7 separate regions of the Mus musculus genome follow, and regions 1, 2, 3, 4, 5 and 6 are each linked to region 7. Evidence: chromatin contacts called from public promoter capture Hi-C data. All regions are on one chromosome and are shown on one strand. The core of a region is the stretch at or near the end of the contact, and the rest is flanking DNA. Distances in the headings are between cores, read along the strand shown. Region 1 holds the start of Dtd2 (D-tyrosyl-tRNA deacylase 2). Region 2 overlaps Ap4s1 (adaptor-related protein complex AP-4, sigma 1). Region 3 overlaps Heatr5a (HEAT repeat containing 5A). Region 4 holds the start of Prps1l3 (phosphoribosyl pyrophosphate synthetase 1-like 3). Region 5 holds the start of Hectd1 (HECT domain E3 ubiquitin protein ligase 1). Region 6 holds the start of Heatr5a (HEAT repeat containing 5A). Region 7 holds the start of Eapp (E2F-associated phosphoprotein).

The links. Promoter capture Hi-C pulls out the DNA fragments that hold promoters and counts their contacts. Capture Hi-C pulls out chosen DNA fragments and counts their contacts.
Region 1: a promoter capture Hi-C map of pre-B cells shows a contact between it and region 7. The contact joins the promoter of Dtd2 here to the promoter of Eapp in region 7. A contact is called at or near these places in 5 of 39 promoter capture datasets (the C10 cell line, HPC-7-derived erythroid cells, cranial neural crest and 2 more), 1 of 484 Hi-C or Micro-C datasets (pre-B cells) and 1 of 9 other capture datasets (adipose tissue).
Region 2: a contact with region 7 is called in a promoter capture Hi-C map of liver, with 5 times the contacts expected there. The contact joins the enhancer-like site here to the promoter of Eapp in region 7. A contact is called at or near these places in 6 of 39 promoter capture datasets (the 3T3-L1 cell line, the C10 cell line, cranial neural crest and 2 more) and 1 of 9 other capture datasets (adipose tissue).
Region 3: a promoter capture Hi-C map of pre-B cells shows a contact between it and region 7, with 4 times the contacts expected there. The contact joins the enhancer-like site here to the promoter of Eapp in region 7. A contact is called at or near these places in 6 of 39 promoter capture datasets (the 3T3-L1 cell line, the C10 cell line, cranial neural crest and 3 more) and 2 of 115 datasets of contacts at active chromatin or transcription factors (cardiomyocytes and effector CD8 T cells).
Region 4: a promoter capture Hi-C map of liver shows a contact between it and region 7, with 4 times the contacts expected there. The contact joins the promoter of Prps1l3 here to the promoter of Eapp in region 7. A contact is called at or near these places in 4 of 39 promoter capture datasets (the C10 cell line, liver and pre-B cells).
Region 5: a contact with region 7 is called in a promoter capture Hi-C map of liver, with 13 times the contacts expected there. The contact joins the promoter of Hectd1 here to the promoter of Eapp in region 7. A contact is called at or near these places in 12 of 39 promoter capture datasets (the 3T3-L1 cell line, the C10 cell line, cranial neural crest and 7 more), 1 of 484 Hi-C or Micro-C datasets (B cells), 5 of 115 datasets of contacts at active chromatin or transcription factors (astrocytes, cardiomyocytes, embryonic forebrain and 2 more) and 2 of 9 other capture datasets (adipose tissue and liver).
Region 6: a promoter capture Hi-C map of adipose tissue shows a contact between it and region 7, with 5 times the contacts expected there. The contact joins the promoter of Heatr5a here to the promoter of Eapp in region 7. A contact is called at or near these places in 8 of 39 promoter capture datasets (the 3T3-L1 cell line, the C10 cell line, cranial neural crest and 4 more), 3 of 115 datasets of contacts at active chromatin or transcription factors (astrocytes, cardiomyocytes and large pre-B cells) and 2 of 9 other capture datasets (adipose tissue and liver).

What each region holds. Positions count from the first base shown.
Region 1 is chr12:52,005,204-52,008,184 of GRCm38.p6, reverse strand. It overlaps Dtd2 (D-tyrosyl-tRNA deacylase 2), which reads left to right and starts at 1,678. Exons shown (of 3, transcript NM_029545.3): 1 at 1,678-1,810. The coding sequence starts at 1,700.
Region 2 is chr12:51,727,835-51,730,882 of GRCm38.p6, reverse strand. The region is part of intron 4 of Ap4s1 (adaptor-related protein complex AP-4, sigma 1); the gene reads right to left. Among named protein-coding and RNA genes, the nearest start is that of Strn3, 37 kb to the right of the region's middle. Within about 2 kb of position 1,497, at least 81 of the 459 cell types and tissues checked have an H3K27ac peak or open chromatin away from gene starts, as enhancers often do. A contact at or near this core is called in adipose tissue and liver, where this site is marked.
Region 3 is chr12:51,886,121-51,889,123 of GRCm38.p6, reverse strand. Heatr5a (HEAT repeat containing 5A) reads left to right here. Exons shown (of 36, transcript NM_177171.4): 31 at 123-270; 32 at 854-1,126. Among named protein-coding and RNA genes, the nearest start is that of Gm34894, 36 kb to the right of the region's middle. Within about 2 kb of position 1,588, at least 99 of the 459 cell types and tissues checked have an H3K27ac peak or open chromatin away from gene starts, as enhancers often do. A contact at or near this core is called in effector CD8 T cells and pre-B cells, where this site is marked.
Region 4 is chr12:57,229,120-57,231,908 of GRCm38.p6, reverse strand. Prps1l3 (phosphoribosyl pyrophosphate synthetase 1-like 3) reads right to left here and starts at 1,497. Exons shown (of 2, transcript NM_001037746.3): 1 at 1,298-1,497. It overlaps Mipol1 (mirror-image polydactyly 1), which reads right to left and starts at 1,484. Exons shown (of 10, transcript NM_001164370.1): 1 at 1,298-1,484.
Region 5 is chr12:51,828,282-51,831,408 of GRCm38.p6, reverse strand. It overlaps Hectd1 (HECT domain E3 ubiquitin protein ligase 1), which reads left to right and starts at 1,873. Exons shown (of 43, transcript NM_144788.2): 1 at 1,873-2,206. Gm5785 reads right to left here. Exons shown (of 4, transcript XM_011244243.2): 2 at 2,180-2,554; 3 at 854-2,119; 4 at 1-421. The coding sequence ends at 1,268.
Region 6 is chr12:51,969,740-51,972,575 of GRCm38.p6, reverse strand. It overlaps Heatr5a (HEAT repeat containing 5A), which reads left to right and starts at 1,255. Exons shown (of 36, transcript NM_177171.4): 1 at 1,255-1,373.
Region 7 is chr12:54,694,223-54,697,149 of GRCm38.p6, reverse strand. Eapp (E2F-associated phosphoprotein) reads left to right here and starts at 1,256. Exons shown (of 6, transcript NM_025456.4): 1 at 1,256-1,439. The coding sequence starts at 1,366. It overlaps Gm22513 (a small nuclear RNA gene), which reads right to left and starts at 368; the gene lies at 205-368.

The DNA of each region.
Region 1 (2,981 bases), core at 429-2,928, 2.7 Mb after region 7:
AGCCTTCAGATGAAGATGTAGAACTCTCAGCTCTGCCTGCACCATGCCTGCCTAGATGCTGCCATACTCCCATCTTGATGATACTGGACCAAACCTCTGAACCTGTAAGCCAGCCCCAATCAAATGTTGTCCTTTATAATACTTGCCTTGGTCACAGTGTCTGTTCATAACAGTAAAACCCTAAGACTGTGGGCAAGATATATTTTGAAAGATTTCTAACTTTTAATTCAGTGTTTCTAAGCTTTGCTAAAGCTGCAACCCAGTTCCTCAGGTTGTCATAACCCCCAACCATAAAATGACCTTTTTTTGGGGGGGGGAGGGGGTTGAGACAGGGTTTCTCTGTATATCCCTGGCTGTCCTGGAACTCACTCTGTAGACCAGACTGGTCTCGAACTCAGAAATCCGCCTGCCTCTGCCTCTGGAGTGCTGGGATCAAAGGTGTGTGCCACCACTGCCCAGCTATAAAATGATTTTCATTGCTACTTTATCACTGTAATTTTGCTACTGTTATAAATAAAATGTAAATCTCTGTGTTTCCCAATAGTCTTTGTAAGACACCGAAGCTGGGCCGCCACTCAAGTCCCGGGATGAGCTGGCCAGCACCCCAGTGACCCGAGAGAAAACCACACCTGATGCAAACTGCAAGAGGTTTTATTATCAGTTAGCTGAGGACAAAGTCCCTCTGCCATGCAGGGCAGGGGAGTTTGACCCTGAGCAGTGACAGTAGGGGGCTTTTAACAGCTAGCTGAGGAATTGGGAGGAGTTGGGAGGAGAGTTGGGAGGAGTTGAGAAGAGTTGGGAGGAGTTGAGAAGAGTTGGGAGGAGTTGGAAGGAGTTGGGAGGAGAGTTCTTCTCTTCCAGGTGTCCTTGGTGAAATTTACAAGGCAGGAGTGAGGAGTGAGTTCTTTCTGAATTTTTATCTCCCGTGTCCTCGGCACAGGAAGGCAGGCATCTCTGGTTGTAAAGTATAGAAACAAAAAGGCTTTTTGCTGGCTATAGTGAACAAAGAGCTTCTTTCTGGCTGTATTTTTAGAGATCAGGGAAAACAAGCTTGGGGAACGTCCCAGGGGCTTTACCTTCCAGGGAGAAATGCTCTAAATCGGGGTCCCACATCTTAGGTGCTCCCTTCTATAGTTGCATCTGTCCCCCACCCACAGGTTAAGTTCCCTCTCTGCCTGCTTTGAGATCAATTGATCTCATTCTAGTTATGTCTTTATAATAAATATAGAATGGATTTAACTCTGACTTACATTCTTTCCAATACCTGGAAACCTAAGCTTTCTGAAATGAAAAATATTTCTTCAAAAGCTATGAAGCAGGTAGCAGAGCAGGATGGGGTGGGGTGGGGCTGTGGGCGGGCACACATGTAATTCCTGCAATTGGGAGAAGGAGTTCAGTTCAAGGTCAGCCTCAGCTATGTGGTTATTGCGACCAACCCCGACTCTATGAGACCCTACCTCCAAAAACAAAACTAAAAACGAGGCATTCGAGGATGAGATTAGGTTAAAGAAGGAGGGAGAGAAGGAGAGACAGAGATCTCTAAACAAAAACCCTCCAAGAGACTGAAGCTTCAAAGCTCCAAAGCTGGTCAATTCCACATCCGGGACTCCGGAGAGCCAGGCGGAGGCCCCGCCCACTTAGGTGGGGCCACGAGCAGTGGGAGGCGCCTACCCGAGCATGCGCAGTGCGGACCCGCGCCATGGCGGACGGTGGTCGTGTGGCCCAGGCTCGTGCGCTCCTGCAGCAGTGCCTGCACGCTCGCCTGCAAGTGCGCCCGGCCGATGGAGACGCCGCGGCGCAGTGGGTGGAGGTAACGCCCGGCCCTATCCGCGGAACCGTGCCGGTCTTCCTGTCATCTTTCGTGAGATGAAGAGCTTGTCCCTTTCCGTCTGCCCACTTTAGTGGGCTGCCTAGCTGTCTCTTTGGACTTGGCGTCTGGTGGTGGCCTGTGCCCCACTGGTTCGCTCTGCAGCTCTCAGCCTGCGGATGATCTTTCTGCCTTAGTATATTAAGTGTTGAGGTAACAGCGTGAGCCATCTCGCTTCTCAGAATTTTCAGGGAATCTCACCGCCAGTAGATCCTTAGATTCCATTATCCCGCAATGCGGGGCTGCTCACCACCACCTGTAACTCCAGCTCGGTCGGATCTGATGGCCTCCTCTAGGCGGGACAGACACCTGCCGTTGTACACAGACACACAAGTGCACATAGTTAAACAAAAATCTTTTCCCAGGTAATTCAAGTATGAGTGCAGAGCTAGCTATATTTACACAGAAAACCATTAGAACCAGAAAGATATAGCTGAACGTAATGTCGCTAACAGTTAAATTGAGTCTCAAACATGTATAAAGCTTTGGAAGTTAAAGCATGAAATATAACTGTGTGTCTGCCTTCCCATTTATTTTTATGTAGCATTTGATAAACACCTGGGTTGTATTTACTGTGAGCTCAGCGCTGTTTTAAGCAGTTTGCAGTTATTAATTCATTTAATCTTTGTGGTGGCTTCTGAATCAAGTGAGCCAAGGAAATTAACATACAATCGATTCCCTCAGTGGTAGCAACGAAGTCATTTATCACTTGTTTATTTTCTTGTAGACTGTCTTACAGGAACTAGTAAACAAATATTCAAGTCATTATGTAAAATGAGAAGGTGTATATTCCTGATAACAACCAACCTTTTCCTACAGAACTTATCATAAATGTAATTTTCAAAGCCCAATCATTGGGTTTTCTTCAGGCATTGACCACGGTAACAGAAAAAGCAACTGAACAGTTCCTGGAATTTGTAAAAATAAGACAAGACCCCATGTAGAAATACCACTCTGTTTAAATGACTTAGGGGAAAATACAAAGTAACATCAGAGGACACTACTAACACTGTTGCTTATTCAACAGCCCCATGTGGGAAAAGGAGGATCATTTGATGTTGAATAAATCAGCCTGTAACTTTCTGTGGGCCTGGCAGAATTTGGGGGAGGCTGT
Region 2 (3,048 bases), core at 248-2,747, 3.0 Mb after region 7:
AAAGAACACAAGAACACACAATACACGGTGAGAAGATGACCCCAGACAGCACCGCCAGCTGCACAGTCAAGGCCTGCCCTGCCTCCCAGCCAGGCAGCAGCAAGGGTGGCTCTATGCCTGCTGGAGCCAGAGTGGGGGAGCCGCAGCTGGAAACCAAGATAGGGAAAAGAAGGTGAGGGTTAAAAAGCTGCAGGCTAGAGGGTAGAGGGAGAGGCGGGGTTGATGGCTCATACCTGGAATCTTGGGAAGCTGAGGCAGGAGGATGGCTACGAACTCAGGCCTGCCTAGGCTAACAGAGTAAGTTCCTGTCTCAAAACATCAGACAAAAACAGAAGCAAACCAAAGTATGGGGAATAATAAAGAATCAGAAGCCTCAGGAATATGCCTTCTCTTTGTATCCATTGATTTACTTCGAAAGCATATCGTAGGAGGCTGAGAGAATGCTGATGGGATAGATGGGTGAAGCGATTACAACAGCAAACTATGGATAGTAAGCCAAGGAACTCTGGGGGGGGGGGTTATGTCAGTAAATTATAGCCATCAACAAACTACAGTGTAGATGTCTAATTACTAGCAAGCTGCAAAGTAAAATGCAGGTTACCAACTGCTATGCAAGCTGGGAGGTGTAGCTCAGGGTACAGTGTGCACCCTGCCCTACGGTTGATCTCCATACCACAAAGTTAAATAACATTAAAAAATGGTATGTGATCAGAACTCTGTATTCATGAATCCCACATCCACTAACTAAGCACTCTGCGAAGTCCTTGGAACAGACTGTGCTTGTACCGAGCACACACGCTTTCCCTCTGCCATGACTTCTTAGGGCTGACAACTGCTCATACAGCGTTTACGCTGTGCTAGGTGCTAAAGTAACTCAGATGTGTTAGAGTTTGAGGGAGTGTGTGTTAGCCATGCAGTGTGTGTCATGCCGACACCAACCACTGCACAGAAGGGACTTAAGCGGGTAGGGATTTGGTACCCACAGGGCTGTGGTGGGGCCTAGAACTCATGTCCCAACACTGTCAGTATCATCCTACAGACAGATGTTTATCGAGATGTCCAGTTTCAAAGTTACAGGGGGGTGAACTAGGTCTAAAGGGCTTGTACCTCTAAACAGATGTCCCTAAATGACGGGCCCCTGCCACTCTTCTGCCTGCTTTGAAAGCACCCTGTCTGAAGAACGCTTTGAGGTTCACAATGAAACTGAGATGCAGGGATAGAACTGTCTCACACACACGCCTGCCTGGATTTTTGTTCACAGTGAGGGTCTTCGTTACTCTTCTGCTTACAGGTCACTCACGGAGTCCACACTGGGCGCCACTCTGGCGGTGTACAACCTGAGTCTTAACAGATGGGTAACAACAACAACCCATCCTCTTTGTTTTCCTGCTTCTCTGCACTGAGTTTTTGTCAATAAAATAGTTATGCAGTGGGGACAGGAGATGGAAATGAGGTCATATGCGATAGGGAGGGAGAGGAAGCCCGGCCGCCTCTCTCCACAGCAGCAGTGCACCCTGGGAACCCCCGGAGACTCACCAGTTTGGCTTTTGTTTTGAAAGTATGACACTGAGATGTTTTTCTCGTGCAACAGCATGAAATGCATTCCAAATTTAAGCTGCCGAAACTCTCTAAGATAAAAATACCCCAGGAAGAATGCTCAAAACTCACAAAGCTAAAAATAAGCCTTAGCTGACAGGGCACCCTGTGAGGCTGCGGCCTTGTTCCTTCCCCGAGCTCTTCCTTCTTCCTGTCGCTCTGCCCTGGTTAGATCCCGATGGGGTCATCCCTGGTGCAGCACGAGCCCTGCACTGTCACCTGAGTTAAGTTAAACCTGACTCTTGACTTTTATGGTCCATGGAGTCACCAGCTCGCTCCCTAAAATGACAGCTATAATTCTACATGTGCTGTTTATTTTTAGTAACTGAATATGACAATAACTTAAACACTCTTCAGCAGCAGAGTCTGAGCCTCCTTTTTTGTCCTCCCTGCTTTAAGACATTTTGGAAATTATATTCTTTCTGGGTGAGTGTCACTTGAAAGTGGGGTATCACAGACCCTGGCTTGCCTCCAGTCTATTCTAACATGAGAGTGGTCTCCTGGAGGAGCAGGGGCCAGGGCTGGGCTGATAATTTGGCCACCACCTGCCCAATGTAGGTTTACACTGGACTCATTACAATCCAATAATGTTTCAGTTTCCTAGTCACACTAAGTGCACTGTACATACGCAGAGCTGCCCACAGTAGTAGCTGGCAGGCTGGCAGTATTTCTAGCATTGGGAAGGGTTATAGACATTGCTTACGTATGATTCTCTGTCTACACAGTCAACACAGACAAAGGTTTAAGGCTACTTTCCTGTCCACTATCCCAGAATGCCCAGCTTTGGAAATCATCTGATCTCTTCTCTAGTTCCAAGCTGGGGGGGATGGGGGGGCCGGCGCCCATCCCTTGGAGATACATGACTTGCATTGCCATTGGCCAGCAGCCATCTTCCAAGTTCCATCTCTTGAAGTAGGAAATTGCTGACAGGCCTCATGTATTAAGATTACCTTAATGCGGGCTGGTGAGATGGCTCAACGGGTAAGAGCACCCGACTGCTCTTCTGAAGGTCCTGAGTTCAAATCCCAGCAACCACATGGTGGCTCACAACCATCTATAAGGAGATCTGACTCCCTCTTCTAGAGTGTCTGAAGACAGCTACAGTGTACTTACATAGAATAAATAAATAAACATTAAAAAGATTACCTTAATGCTCCCAAGCTTTACCGTGTATCAGAATCACTAGAAGGCCTGGTAAAATCAGACTGAGGGACACAGGCAGAGTTTCTGATCCTGTGGGACAGGGTGCAGCCCAGAGCTTGGATTTCTAGCAAGTTCCCAGTTCATACTGCTGTTCAAGGTGCCAGACTCTGGGGGCCACTGCACTGAGGCAATGAATGAACTGGCTGCTTCCCCATGAAGAGCTTCTGAAATGCATCCCAGGCCATGGAAATTGGATTAAAGACATAACTTCCTTGTTCTTTTTGAGAGAGAGTCATGTGTGATGGTTTG
Region 3 (3,003 bases), core at 339-2,838, 2.8 Mb after region 7:
TTCAATTCTGTCTTTTTGAGCTTTTATCATTACATTTAACCTTGTTATTTTTACACACACACACATGAACTGACATAAACAAATGTAATTTCCAATAGTGTCCACTTCATGTTTTCTGACAGGACTTGGGTATTGAATTGCTAAATGTACTACACCGAGTAATTTTGACCAGAGAGTCACCAGCCATTCAACTGGCTTCACTTGAAGTGGTCAGGCAGATTATCTGTGCCGCCCAAGAACATGTGAAGGAAAAAAGACGTAGTGCAGAAGGTAAATATTAACTCAGTGACATAGCATCTCTTCTCATTCCAGTTCTGAGAGTCATACACTCTGTATGCAGTGGGCAAGCGCTGTTCCCCTAGGCGCAGCCGCAGCCACACAACGCAGCGCAGTGTCATTGTCTTCACAAGTGTTACTCGGGGTAACCACACAATCTGGATACTGCTGAAACTAGGGCAGACGGCAATACAGACCTAAAGAGCAAACGGGCAGAAGTGGGCAGTATGTGGGGGCCGGTGGGCAGAGTCTAGTCTGATCCTTGTGCCCAGCCGCTGCCAGTCTGTAAGATGACAGAGTCGCTGTTGGAGCTGCTGCTGTCAGATTCTCACTTATAACAGCACAGAGATGAGTTTGATCGGGCACTATTTTAAGGCTGAAAAGATTACAAGAATTTTATTTTTAACCCACTGTAATGAGAACTCATAGTAAAAACAACTTTAACTTCAGAGCTGCTTTTTCCTTAAGCTTTTCACACCTAGGACTTAGCCACTAAATGCATTGTCTGGAATTGCCACCTACTTGGAGCCAAGCAAGCAGCAAGTATTTCTTAAGCACTGTTCCCTCTGTGTTTCAGTTGATGATGGAGCCTCTGAGAAGGAAACCCTGCCAGAGTTTGGTGAAGGGAAGGACACAGGAGGACTCGTACCTGGGAAGTCTTTGGTCTTTGCAACCCTGGAACTCTGTGTCTGCATCCTCGTTAGACAGCTCCCAGAACTGAACCCTAAGCTGGCAGGTAGCCCAGGAGGAAAGGCTTCAAAGCCGAAGACCCTGTTGGAGGAGGGAAGTAGACTGGTGGCGGCTGCCCTGGCCATCCTTGCTGAGCTTCCTGCAGTGTGCTCTCCTGAAGGTATGCTGTGCTGTGTGAGCTTCCTGCAGTGTGCACTCCTGAAGGTATGCTGTGCTGTGTGAGCTTCCTGCAGTGTGCTCTCCTGAAGGTATGCTGTGCTGTGTGAGCTTCCTGCAGTGTGCTCTCCTGAAGGTATGCTGTGCTGTGCGTAGGACCTAGAGCCGTGCCTCTCAGTCACTTCCTCGGTTGGGTGACCCCAGCCGTAGAACTGCTTCCTTGCTACTTCATAACTGACTTGCTACTGCTGTGAATCATAATGTAAATACCTGATATACAGTCCACAGTGGGGCCATGGCCTCCAGGTTGCCAGCCACTGTCCTAGAAGAAGGGGACTGACCTAGTTGCTATTCATTTTCTCATTTGAGTACTTTTTATAATCCTGTAAGATTAGTCTTGCAGTCTAATATAATTTGTTTCACCAAGAGGTGAAAGTGAAAGCCACAAACAGCAGATGTGATGGTGAATGCGCTTCCTGTGACTGCCTTCTTACTCCAGGTCTAGGCGTGGAGCCCAGGCTTGGAGCATGCGAGAGTGTGCCCTGACCATCAAGCTGACAGTATTTTAAATCAAGTAGTAGTACTTGTACATTTTCAGTGTGCAGTATCTGGTGGACAGTTCTGACTCCATATGACAAATTTGTCATGAGGATGCCCTGTCCTGTTTGGGACCAAATCCATTCAGTTCTTTCATCTAGCTCCTAGGGTTCTCTGGGTGCTGCTAACTCCACTGCCTGCCAGAGGCTCCCTGCTGATCCTGTTGTTTGCAGTGGGCATACTTTCTGTGAGCATAAGCCACCTAATTCTGGGTCAGGTAGGCCCACTCTGCCACCGTGTGTGTGTGTGTGTGTGTGTGTGTGTGTGTGTGTGTGTGTGTGTGTGTGTGTGTTGGAGAAGAGTGTTTCGGGAGTCGGTTCTTGCTACTTTGTTTGGCGGCAGCCTCGCTCTTGCTCCTGTCACTGTGGTGCTCCATGTGGGTCTCTGATCTGCAAGCTTCCAGGTGACTCGCCTCCCATCTTGCCATAGGGATGCTAGGATCACAGGTGTTCACCACTGTGTCCAGCTTCTCCAGCAAACAGTGCACTGATCTAGCTTTTTAATGTTTTCTTCCTTCAAAGTTAACTCTGGTCTCACCTTATCAGAAAATGTTTCCCTGGAGACCTTCTCATAATGAGTTTTGTTTGTTCTTGTATAAACACTATTTCTTATGAAGATCTATAGCTTTCTCCATCATGTAACTATATTATATGTAACTATTACATATAAAAGATAAATATGTGTGTAGGTGTGTTTTATTTCTAGTTAAAATTTGTCTTTTGAACAAAGTCTAGCACAGGATGTGAGAAGATGGCTCGGTGGTGAAGTTCCTGCCATGCAAGCATGACCTCAAAAGCTGAGCGGCCCGTGTGTACCTGTAACCCCAGTGCTGCGGTAGAGGGAGAGGCAAAAGCAGGCAGAGCCACAGAGTTCATGAGGCAGCCACCCAGCCAGCCAGCCAGCCAGTCAGTGAGAATGTCACAGAAAATAAGGTGGAGCCATCACACACACACATACACACACGCACACACAGCAACTGACCAACCTACATCCCGAGTTCAAGTCCAACCTGGGCAGTTTAGTGAAACTCTATCTCAAAATTAAAGCTAAAAGAGAAGGCGAGTTCCGAGGAGATATAGCTCAGTAGTAGAACGTGCTTACCTACCAAGAGTAAAGCCCTAGGTTCAGTTCCCAAAACAAAAGGTCTTGTAAACATAGTTTAAATAAATTGAGTAGTAATGAACCTTCATCACATTGTGAAAATACTTAGAGCTACAGGACTGTGTCCTTCAAAATGCGAAGCTAGAACTAGACTTGGAGATACTTGCCTGTCATGCCTGCACT
Region 4 (2,789 bases), core at 248-2,747, 2.5 Mb before region 7:
TACATATATATATTGCTATATTATTTTCATAGGATTGGATCTAGGTTGGTTTCTTTCAATTTGACAAGACTACCATGACCAAAAACAAACATAGTGGAGGGTCAGCATCCATCGCCATCCAGGGCAACAAGGCAAAGAGCTCAAGGCTGGAACCTGGAAACAGGAACTGAAGCAGAGACCAGGGAGTAACCTTGCTTACTGGCTTGCTCTCCATAGCATGCTTGGTTTGCTTCCTTAACAACTGCGGTCCAACCTGCCTGGGGCTGAAAAAACCCAGTGATCTGGGCCCTCTCATATCAATCATTAATCAAGAAAATGTTCCCAATCTGATGGAGGCAATTCCTCCTTTAACTACCCTCCTCTCAAGTCACTCTAGTTTGAGGCACATTGAGGTACGGGATGATAGCCTATGTAATGATTATGTAACTAACTGTCCTTTGATGTGAGGTTCATTCCAGATGGCAATACGAAACTTTGCAAAGTGAGGTAACTCGTGAGACAGGTTAAAACTGTCCTTCTTTAGCTGTCTACCACCATCGGGAATTAACGGACATCAAAACGCTCAAGGAGCCCTTCCAAAGGCCTATTCTCTTAGAAACCTAGTCTATTCTTCTATCTTGTAGTGTCCAACTTCAAGTACTTCACCAATACCACTGGGTGGTGTCATCCTCCAGTTAGAAAAGCCAGCTCTTGGCCGGGCGATGGTGGCGCACACCTTTAATCCCAGCACTCGGGAGGCAGAGGCAGGCGGATTTCTGAGTTCGAGGCCAGCCTGGTCTACAAAGTGAGCTCCAGGACAGCCAGGGCTATACAAAGAAACCCTGTCTCGAAAAAAAAACCAAAAAGAAAAAGAAAAAAAAGAAAAGCCAAATCTTGAATGTAGTGAAGGCAGAGTTTGCAGCTGCATCTTACTAATGTAGGCGCCGGGCATACTGAACTACACTGGGGTTTTTGCTCGCACTTTGAAGGGTGAGAACTGTGAATCGCTCAAGTGTCCCGCAAAAGCACAGAGTGGATCCGCGGTCCCGCCAGGACTGAAACCCTAACTCGTCAAAGCTTAGAGGAAAAACAGCCCACACTTCCGAGTCATTGTTCGTCCCTTCTTAACTTTTGAAAGACTATGACGCCATGAGGCCGAAACCTGGAGAAGGAGCGGTGTTGTCACCTGAGGACGCCGCGACGCGGGCCACGCAGCGCTCCTGCACCTCCAGGGGCCGCGGCCGGAAGTCCCGGGCGGGCTGCAGGCCACCCTGAGGTTCTCCCCCCTCCCCCAGCCGCTCCCGGTCCACGCCGTTACCTGAGGAGCCGCGGGATCCTTAAGCGCCCACTCCGCTCGCGTAGTTGCCCGGTCCTGTGGCGCCGCCACCGAGGCAGCCAATCGTCGCGCGAAACGCTGCGCGTGCCCCTGAGTAACCAAAAAGAGCAGAGCGGGCGAGAGGAAGCGCGCGAGAGCACGCGGGGACGAGGCTGCGCGCAGCGAGCATGCGCGAGTCCGCTGGCTGCCGCGGGGCGGGGCGGGACGGGGCGGGGCTTCCGGCGAGCTGGAGGGCTCAAGGATGGTTCCGGGCTGCTGGAAAGGAAGGCGACCTCGAGGTCGCGTTCTGTGGGAGGAGCTGACAACCAGTGCGCGCTAACTGGGGAAATGTGTGGTTCTCGGGCTCATCCCATGGAGTATCTTCACTGGGCAGTGGTTTCCTTCTGTGCGCAGTGCTTTGCGGGGACAGAAGGAAAGGTCCTGCGAAGTGAGCCAGAGTGAGACTTAGACATCGGCCAATGGTTTCAGAAAAGCTTTAAGGCTGGTGACATTTTGACTTCAGGACTAGAAAGGGTGTACTCAGAATGTTCAATCGCAGAACTTAAAAGAAAGGGCTGAACGCCAGGGATATTTTTAAAGCGAAGTATAGGAGTAATGTGGAATTCTATTAGATGATATAGCTGATAATATTCGAATATTTTTCTCCTTTTAAAGAAAGAGAAGTAGTGTCCCTATGCTGCCCTATCTAATCTAGAACTCCTGCACCCCACCCTAGCCACTGATGCTCTGGTAATTTAGTGTTGAGCTATTGAAGTCACTCTAACTTATCTATTTATTGAGGGCATACTACATGCCAAGTAGTCTTCTGGATGCTGGGGTAACAGTAATAATAGTAATTTTTTACACCCACAGCAGAAAATTATATTTATTTTCTGAATTAATAGACAAAGTTCGTGAAAGACTTTATTTTGGCTTATAGCAATACGAGATCCGTGTCCACCATGCTAATAAAGGCAGGATGGCAAAGTGGCTAGCCATCCAGTCAAAAAACAAGAGAATAGAAAATGGAGCTGGGCTCTATAACCAAAAAGCAGTGACCCATTTCCTCTAGCAAAGGTTCACCTTTCAGAAGTGCCACATACTCCACAAAGTAGGTGACAGGAGGAATGAAGCATGGAAAAAAAGGATGAGATGACCAGATGGAAATTATTTGGAATAAATAGAGCATAATACTAAAAAGAAAAAGTTTCATTATTTATGTAACTAATGACTAGTACTAGTGACTTGTGACAGATTCAGGCTTTAAATGCATTTTTAAATTTTATTTATTACTTTACATTAGTCGGAGTTGAATCATATTTTTATGTAAACAAACCACCACTAAAAAAATATGATTATGGTGGTACACATCTGTAATTCTGAACCTTTGAAGAGTGAACGTGAATTCCAGGACAGCCTGGGATACATAGCAAAAGTTTCCAAAAAAGAGGCCACACTAACTTCTAAACAATGAGCCCTAGCAGGGCAGTGGTGG
Region 5 (3,127 bases), core at 624-3,123, 2.9 Mb after region 7:
TTCTCAAGGCCAGATAATGTTAAGCATCTTTCATATGCTTTCTCGCCAGCCACTGGGATGTCTTCTTGGTTAAATGTCTCCAGTCTTTTACAATTTCTAATTAAGGTTTTTTTCTTTTCTTTTTTCTTTTCTGAGACAGGGTTTCTCTGTGTAGCTCTGGCTGTCCTGGAACTCACTCTGTAGTCCAGGATGGCCTCAACTCAGAAGTCCACCTGCCTCTGCCTCCCAAGTGCTGGGATTAAAGGTGTGCGCCACCACTGCCTGGCAAGGTTTTTTCTTATTCTTGGGTTTGAAGAGTTTTTCATTTGTTCTGGCCACAGTCCTGTGGTAGCTACATTGTTAGAAAGTATTTTTCCTGTTGGGGAACTTTGGAAATTTCTGCATGAGCCGTTCATAGTCTGTGAAGGTAGATTCCAGGCATCTGTATATGAAGAAACACATTGTGTTACATCTAAACAACTTACTATTATTTAGCAGTAAGAATTAAATGGGCTCCCAAGCCAGGTGTTAGCATACTTGTTAGCATACTCAGGAAGGAAGCCCTCTTGTTAGCATACTCAGGAAGCTGAGGCAGGAGGATATTGACTTTAGGCCAGCCAGGGTTACATAAGCATACCCACTTCAAAACAACAAGAAAAACAAAAAGTAAAAAACAAAACCAAATAAAAAAATCCAGTACAACAAAACAAAACAAAACACAACACAACACCAAATAAATGAGCTACCAAGCTATAAAAACTCACAGAGGATCCTTAAAGAGTGTTAGTGAATAATTCCAACTAGAAACGATATTTTGGAAAGGGCAAAACCATAAACAAAGAGATCAGTGGGAACTCTCTGTCCTTAGCCCTACCTGGCCAGGAACACATGATACAGAACAGGGTAGCCATAACTTATTCTCTGTACTTTCTGTTCAATTTGCTGTGGATCTAAAACTCTTCTAATGAAAACTTTTCCGGGTGTCTCTAATGTGCCGCCAGGGTTGAAAACTACTAGCCTCGGTCTTTGCATACAGTTCTTTCCTAAAATTAGGTATCTACTGCTATTTTGTTGTTGTTGTTCAAAGGATGAGTTCAGTATGGAGTCTTTTTCTTCCTCTTTTTCTCTCCCTTGGCTGCTCCTTCTTCATCACCACCGTCGCCGCCCTGTAGCCCAGACAAGTCTCGACCTCATTTTGTAGCCAAGGATGACCTTGAACTCCAGCCTCCAGTTCTCTAGTGTCACGGTTACGTGAGGACTCCACTAGCAGCGGCTAGTATTTGATTTTTCAACGCCCATGAAATAAAAGTTTGACGGGAATAACTACGGAAGTACAAGTGACCACGAGCCGAAGGCAACTGTGTGGGAAGTCCTCGATGCTGGCTGCTTCCCGGGACTCCACGGTGGGCAGGCAGGAGGCACGAGTTCCCGCAGCCGTCCTGGTCCCATCTGCGCCGAGGCGATAACGCCCGGCTGCGCAGCGCTCGCCGAGTTCCCAGGCTCGCTGGGAAGCGTTCTGGTAAACCGCTGGCTTTAAAAGTCCGGAGGAGGGGGTGACCCGGGCACGCCGAGCGCCTGCGAGACGGTGGCCTCCGTTCCGCAGGACTCCGGAGCGGCTCGCGCCGGGCGAGACGGGCGGAGCGTGCGCGGAGCAGCTGCTGGCGGCGCGCGCGGATTGACAGCGCGGCGACTCGGGCGCCGGGAGGCCGGGCTGAGGAGAGCCGTAGCCGACCGCCGAAGGAGCCCGGCGCCCCCCGTCGTCGCCCCGTGCCGCGGGGTCCGGCCTCCGCAGCGCCCCAGGTGGCCGCGGGCAGGGCGGCCGGGAGGCGTTCGCTCCGCCTCCGCCGGCGCGGCCTTCACCAGCCTCCCCGCCCGGCGCTCGGCCGACCCTTCTCCTGCCCCCGCCCGGCTGGCGATGGACGCGGCGTCTCCCCGCTGCCGCCGACGGCCCCGCGCGGACCTGGCTCTGAACCGCAGGGTCTGAGGAGCCGCGTGCTGGGGTCGGGACCCGCGCTGGCTGCCGCCGCTCGGGGGAGCCTCTCGCTTCCTTGTCACCGGGTCCCCGCGGAGGAAGGGGAGGGACGAGACACGGCTTTTCCTGTGCCGCCTGCCTGGCTCGACCTGCGCGGCCTGCGGTTTCCTAGGAACTCGAGGGCCGCGGCCGGGCCAGGCTCTGCCCGCGGCCTGCTTGGAGCTGGACCGGAGCTGTTTGGTACGGCGAGCCAGGGTAAGAGCCTGCGGTCAGGGTAGGCGGGGGCGCTAGGCGCTGTCGGCAGGCTGGGCCTGCGCGAGGATCCGGGCCGCCGAGTCCAGCGGCGGGCGCGGAGCTGGACCCCAGCGCGGTGAGGTCGGTCTTCCGCCGTCGCCTCTGCGTATCGGGCCCTTTGTTCCCCTCTCCGGGCCTTACGGGGCTTGGCTTGTTGGCTTCGGAGCTCCGGCTACGCGCTCCTTGTCCTTGGTAAGGCTCAGCCGCCCGGCGGGGACCGGGGACGTCCCGCTGGGCCTCCGAGTTCCGGGAGACCCGCACCCCAGCCGCTCGGCGGCTTCCTCTTGAGCTCGCAGGTTTGCTGCTTCTCTAGAACTTCGCCCTCCGCCCGGAGGCAGGTAGCTAACTTAGCCAGGTTGGCTGTCAGCGTCGCGGCTCCGGCCTTGATCAGGCCGAGGACGATGGGGCAGCCCCGCCGGGCGCGGCCGATGGGTGCCCACCGCGACCCGCCTCTAGGTTCCCACACCGGCAGGTGGATTGCGTGGGACGCAACGCTGTCCTTTGGTCGGGCATCTAGAAGCTTTTGTAATGACTTGCCTGCCTAGACTACTTCTCAAAAAATTTTTTACATAAAAACTAACTGCCCCATCCTATGGGAGAAAGAATGTCTGCCTGTCTGTCCGTCTGCCTGGGGGGGGGTGGTAACCTGTTAGTTGTATTTACTTTAGCATCAAGCCCCCCCCCCAAAAAAAAAAAAGTTTTAAGAACATTTGCCTAGATTACCAGAAGTTCTTATCAGTATTTACTTCCGCATAGGTAGATTTCATATCTAATTACTGTTTGTATTTGGGCATATTTTAGGAGTAAGTTTGAGAATTCAAAACTCGTGAGAAGGGAAATTCAATCCGAAGAAGAATTGGATTGGAAAGTGGTCTTTAAAAC
Region 6 (2,836 bases), core at 6-2,505, 2.7 Mb after region 7:
GCAACACAAAGAAAAGAAAAGGACACTCATTGCTCTTGCAGAGGACCCCAGTTCAGTTCCTAGCACCCACATCAGGGACCTCACAACTGCCTATAACTCTGATGCCCTCTTCTGGCCTCCATGGGCACTGCATGCATGTGGCACACATATGTGTAGGCCCACACACAAAAAGTTGTAAAAAGTAAATAGATAAATAATGGAAGAACACTATAATCAACTTAATGAAGTGGAACAATTCTATATCCAGTAATATAAATTATGAATTTCTAAACAAGGTTATTCACAGGTACCCTGAAACAAAATAGCTTCAGAAAATACATATTAATTACAAAGATGGAAAAAGGAGCTTTTTGAAGAGCAAACACCGACACATATGAACATGGAATCACTTGTGAGAGTCCTCAAAGATATCTAGTTTAAATCTAATCATGAATAAATATCAGACAGAATCAGAATGAAAGCCTTTCTATAAAAACAGTGAGCCAATAGTCTTCAAAGTTGTCAAGGTTGTAAATGTCAAAGACTAAGGAAGTATTCCAGATTGAAGATATGCATTGCAACTAGAAAGAACACTTATTTCGGAACTGAAGGCCTTTCCTTACAAGGAACATGATTGAGACAACCAAGAAACCGAGTGTATTGCATAAAGAATATCGCTATTGCAGTTATTATGACTATGTGTAAACTGCTTAGGAACACTGTGACATAATATTAGCAACTTAAATCTCAAAACCGTTCGGGGAATAATGTTTTTGAACTACGATTGCAACCTTCTTGTAAGCTTGTTTCAAAACAAGGGAAAAAAGTTACACTCAAAATCCTGATTATAGTGGAAAAACACATCTGACTCAGAGCCACGGACTCCGCGTGGAATCTTCACATAGTCCTTTTACAGTTAGGTTCCTGTTAAAAGTTCTTTAGAGTCCCTTCCTCGGGTAAGATTCCATCATATCCTCCTTCAGCTCCGGCCCTGCCTGAATATTTCCAGGCTCCTGAAGTGTCTGCCTTTTAAGCCGCAAGTGTAGATTCTGACTGGCGACAAAAATAGACAAAAATAGTTGTGGCCGGAATCTCCGGACTGGAGGACAGCACGCTGTCCTAGAAGTGACTTCTGCCTCAGGAGCTCCCATCGCTCTCTCGGCGGTGGAGTAGTCACGCCTGCCACAGTGTGCGCTCCCTGGCTCGGCGGGCGGCTGGCCAGCCTGGGCGCGGGAGGGGCCGGGCCCTCCCAATGGCCGCTCCCGCCGCGCTGTCAGCCCCGCCCGCCCTCCCAGCTCCGCATTCGCCCGCGGGGAGCCGGGTGCCGCTGTGCTGTCGCGGAGCCGGGAACGTGGCACAGCCGGGACGGGTGTGAGCTCAGGGCGTCTCTGCAGGCAAGCCGGGAGATCCGGAGAGGAAGCTGGGGGCGGCGTGCTTAGGGACTGGGCGGGAGCGGCTGGAGCCGGGTGGCGCGGGTCCCGGGTGGGCGCGGTGCGGAGGCTGAGGACCCGGCCCGGTGGGACGGAGCCGAGGGGGACGGGGTCCCGGCTGCAGGCACAGACGGGACACGGGGGCTGACTGCGGCGTGGCGGGTTTCCTCCTCAGCCCAACAGGTAGGCGGGGTCGGCAGCTGCGGGGCTGGGACGCGGGAGGGGAAAGTCGGGGACCCGGTCGCCTGCCCCGCGGCTGGGGACCCGCCCTGCACCTCCAGGTCGGCCCCCAGCAGCAGAGAGTGGACGTTGCCAGAAGTTTCCAGGTCTTCTTAAGAAGGAAAGCCTTCGCCAGGGGCGTTTGCGGAGTCGGTGGAAACGTTTGTTTTTTATTTTCCTTTATTTGCTTATTTCACGCCAGCAAGAAAGAGATCATCTCAAATGATTGCAAATCGTTTGCAAATCGTTAGAAACTTCGTAAAGCACCTAATGGAACTTAGTAACCGTAACGTGTACCTCTGACAAGTTAAGGGAATTTGAACTCTCAGGTCAGACAAATTAGATGGTTTGTAGTCTTTTGGGTTGTGCGTGGTTTATAAGAATGCTAGTCACCCTAAAGGAACTAAAGAGCTTAGAGATAAGGAGAAGTTTAAGGAAGTAAAAAAAAAAAAAAGCCCTATAACAGTTCAGGACTTTGAAAAACAATGCTGGGAGATTAACTTAAGTTAACCCTAATGCAAGGTTGCCTGGTTTTATTTCGCAAACATCTTAGAGACAATGTCTGAGGATGAGGTTTGATTATTTATTTGAGACGGTCTCAAACCTGCCTCTGCCTTCAGAGTGTTGGAATTTAAGGGGTGCACTAATACACAGAGGCAAAGAATGAGATTTTAGATAAGCATCCAAAAACGAATAAAGCCAGGCTTAACGTTGCACATCTGTAGTTCTAGTATTTAGGATGTTGAGGCAGAAAAGGGGAGCGTTCCCAGCCAACCTAGGCTTAGGTAGAGAGAGCCACATCAGCTAACTCACTTTCAAAAAAAAAAAAAAAAAAAACGAACACCAGAGAGCAAGGAGGCAGTTTTACTAAGATAGGGGCGGGAGAATATTGGAGAGCGGATTGGTTGTGCTGTGGAATGCACTTACTTTACATAGATAGCTGTAGGTCAAGAATAAACTCCTGACTTAACCTTTGGTACTCTTTATGGATCCTTGATTAGGTTACCTTTACTTGTTCTTTAATTATATTAGCGTTTGATGTTAGTAGCAGGAAAATACAGAGTTCCCAAATAACGGGGGAGGGGGTGGGGAGGTAGTAATATGCACATGTATTCGAAGGTGCTTGCACCCAGGACTGTCTGCCCTGCTCTCACTTTCTGCTTTTTTGGAGCAGGGTCTTCTCCCTAAACCTAGAGAAAGCCCTAGCA
Region 7 (2,927 bases), core at 7-2,506:
AATCCCAGCAACCAGGCTCACAACCACCCGTAATGAGATCTGATGCCCTCTTCTGGAGTGTCTGAAGACAGCTACAGTGTACTTATATATAATAAATAAATAAATCTTTAAAAAAAAAAAAAAAAAAAAAACTAAAACACCAGGTAGAAAGCAAGTCTTTCGCAATGCTAAAGTAAATGTTTTCTATTTTTTCAACAAAAATGCCAGGGGAGAGCGCGAACGCAGTCCCCCACTACCACAAATTATGCAGTCGAGTTTCCCGCATTTGGGGAAATCGCAGGGGTCAGCACATCCGGAGTGCAATGGATGAGCCTCGCCCTGGGAAAACCACCTTCGTGATCATGGTATCTCCCCTGCCAGGTAAGTATGAGTTGCGAGTGCCGTGTGCAGGCTCTCCATCATTGTATACTTACTTTATAACTACGGTCTCTTCCTCAATGCGTCTTCTCTACATTATATTCTCTTTTCTAACCTTGATCCATAAATATACGCTTATATTATGTAAATATTATCAATAACGGAAAAAAATGTCTATTTAGGGAGAACCGGTAGCCTTTGCGTGAAATTCTCATCTACATATTCCACGCCTTTGTGGTGACGCCGCGGGAACTCGTCTGTAGGCCCCTCAACGCGACTCCGCCCACTAAGGCTGTGAGGCGGGGGCGGGGTTTGTTGGTAGTGGGCAATCGAATCTGGAATTCAAAACCTAAGCTTCTGCCCAGGCTCTGGGCAAAGAAAAAGTTTTTTTTAGCTCAATTCAGTTTCTGCTAGCGGAGGACAGGATTCTAAGAGATCCACCCTTGTTAAGTTTAACTAGTAAAAGAAAAATCGTTTTTCCGTGGTGTTTTTCTGAGTAGGTCTATTATACATTATTTACTTGCACACAGCCAATAAACCTAATAAAAACCATGAGAGAAGGGCTAAGATAACAACTTTGAAGAAATAAATCTGACTGGATAGTGATATACAACTGTAATCTCAGCTCTCCGCAGGTCACGGTAAGCAGAGCGAAGCCAGCCTGGGCTACATAACTGGTTACAGGTTAGACTGGGTTAGTGAGACCTTTTCAAAACCTAAATAAAGCTTAAGTTAAGAGGAGGAGGAGGAGGAGGTGGCGGCGGCGGCGGCGGCGAGAAGAAAAATGCACAAAGACAACTGCTATTTTCAGCGGAAAAGAAAACGTAGAGACGTGTTAACATTGACCCTCCGCACGCCCCGTCTCTTGCATCCTTGTCACTGGACGGCTTGCGCAGGCGCACAGGAAGGACTCGCAGTACGGGCGGAAGTGGAGTCTCCGGGAAGCTTTGGGGAAGGCGCTGGCGGAGTACACAGACGCCGGGGCGGTGTAGGCGTCCTCAGGTCGCCATGAACCGACTCCAGGATGACTATGACCCGTACGCGGTGGAAGAGCCGAGCGACGAGGAGCCGGCTCTGAGCAGGTGGGCCGCTGCCCCGCGTCTCCGCCCTGCCTTGGCTGAGGCCGTTGTGTTGTTCGCGCCGGCCGTCCCTGGGCGCAGTGTCGTCCGCTTCACTTGCGGGAGCCTCGGGGCGCTTGATGGCGCTGCTCAGTCTCTAGGGAACCAGGATGGACAGCAGTGCGGGAAGAGGGATGTTCCGGAATTACGTGGGCCCCCAGGCGTGAAGCCTTAGATGGAACCCTGTTTACCGTTTACTAGCACTGTGACCGAAGGCAAGTCAGTTCTCGGCCTCGCATCTGTAAATGGAAATACAAGTATGGGACAGTGTCCTAAGCTAGTGAGGGCCTGGCCCTTAGCACGAAGTACTTATCTTGAAGACTGTCAAGTAGAAACTAGGGAATAGAGAATGGAAAAAAAAAAAAAAAGGAATGGGCTTTTTTTTTTTTTTTAAGTTATGATCTCCACACGCATGCCATAGCACCCATATGCCCATATACACAACATTTTTCTTTCTTTCTTCCTTCCTTTCTTCCTTTCTTTCTTTCTTTTGTTTTTCGAGACAGGGTTTCTCTGTATAGCCTGGCTGTCCTGGAACTCACTCTGTAGAGCAGGCTGGCCTCGAACTCAGAAATCCGCCTGCCTCTGCCCCCCAAGTGCTGGGACCAAAGGCATGCGCCACCATGCCCGGCTATACACAACATTTTTAAAACTGTAATTTAAAAGTTAAATGAATTAAGTCAGACATGGTAGTGTATGCCTATAATCCCATCATTTAGGAGGCCAGAGGGTGAAGAGTTCAAAGCTGGTTCTGGGCTACGTAAGATTTTGTCTTAAAACAAGAAAAAAATGTCCAAGGCATTTCTTGCAGCTGGCTTTTGCTTTGTTGTTCTTTTTCCCGCAGTTTTTTTTTTTTTTTTTTTTTTTTTGTTTTGTTTTTTTTGAGACAGGGTTTCTCTATAGCCCTGGCTGTCCTGGAACTCACTTTGTAGACCAGGCTGGCCTCGAACTCAGAAATCCACCTGCCTCTGCCTCCCGAGTGCTGGGATTAAAGGCTTGCGCCACCACGCCCAGCTCACGCCTGGCTTTTTTCTCCGCGTCTTAATCTACAACTTGTCTCCTTCCATGTGGGTCCCAGAAATTGAACTCAGGTCATGAGGCTTGGTGACAAGCCCTTTGTCTGCTGCTGAGTTATCTTGCTGGCCCTGACTTAATTCATTTTTGTTGTTTTATTTCTTCCTATTATTGATGTACATTTATTATAATTCTGTTGATAGGAAACTAATCACAGAAGTCAGTCTACGATGACAGAAGTTAGTTAGAATTTGGAATGTACTGTAATTTTCTTAGGGCTATGATGTAGCTCAACGGTAGAACAGGTGCATGAAATGCTGGGTTCAGTTTCCAGCTCCAGGAAGAATAGTCAGTGTGCATAGTTCTCTCTATTCACAGTTTGCTGTAGCATAGTTTTCCACGTCTTTTAAATTAAATTATAGTATTTAATTCCTATTA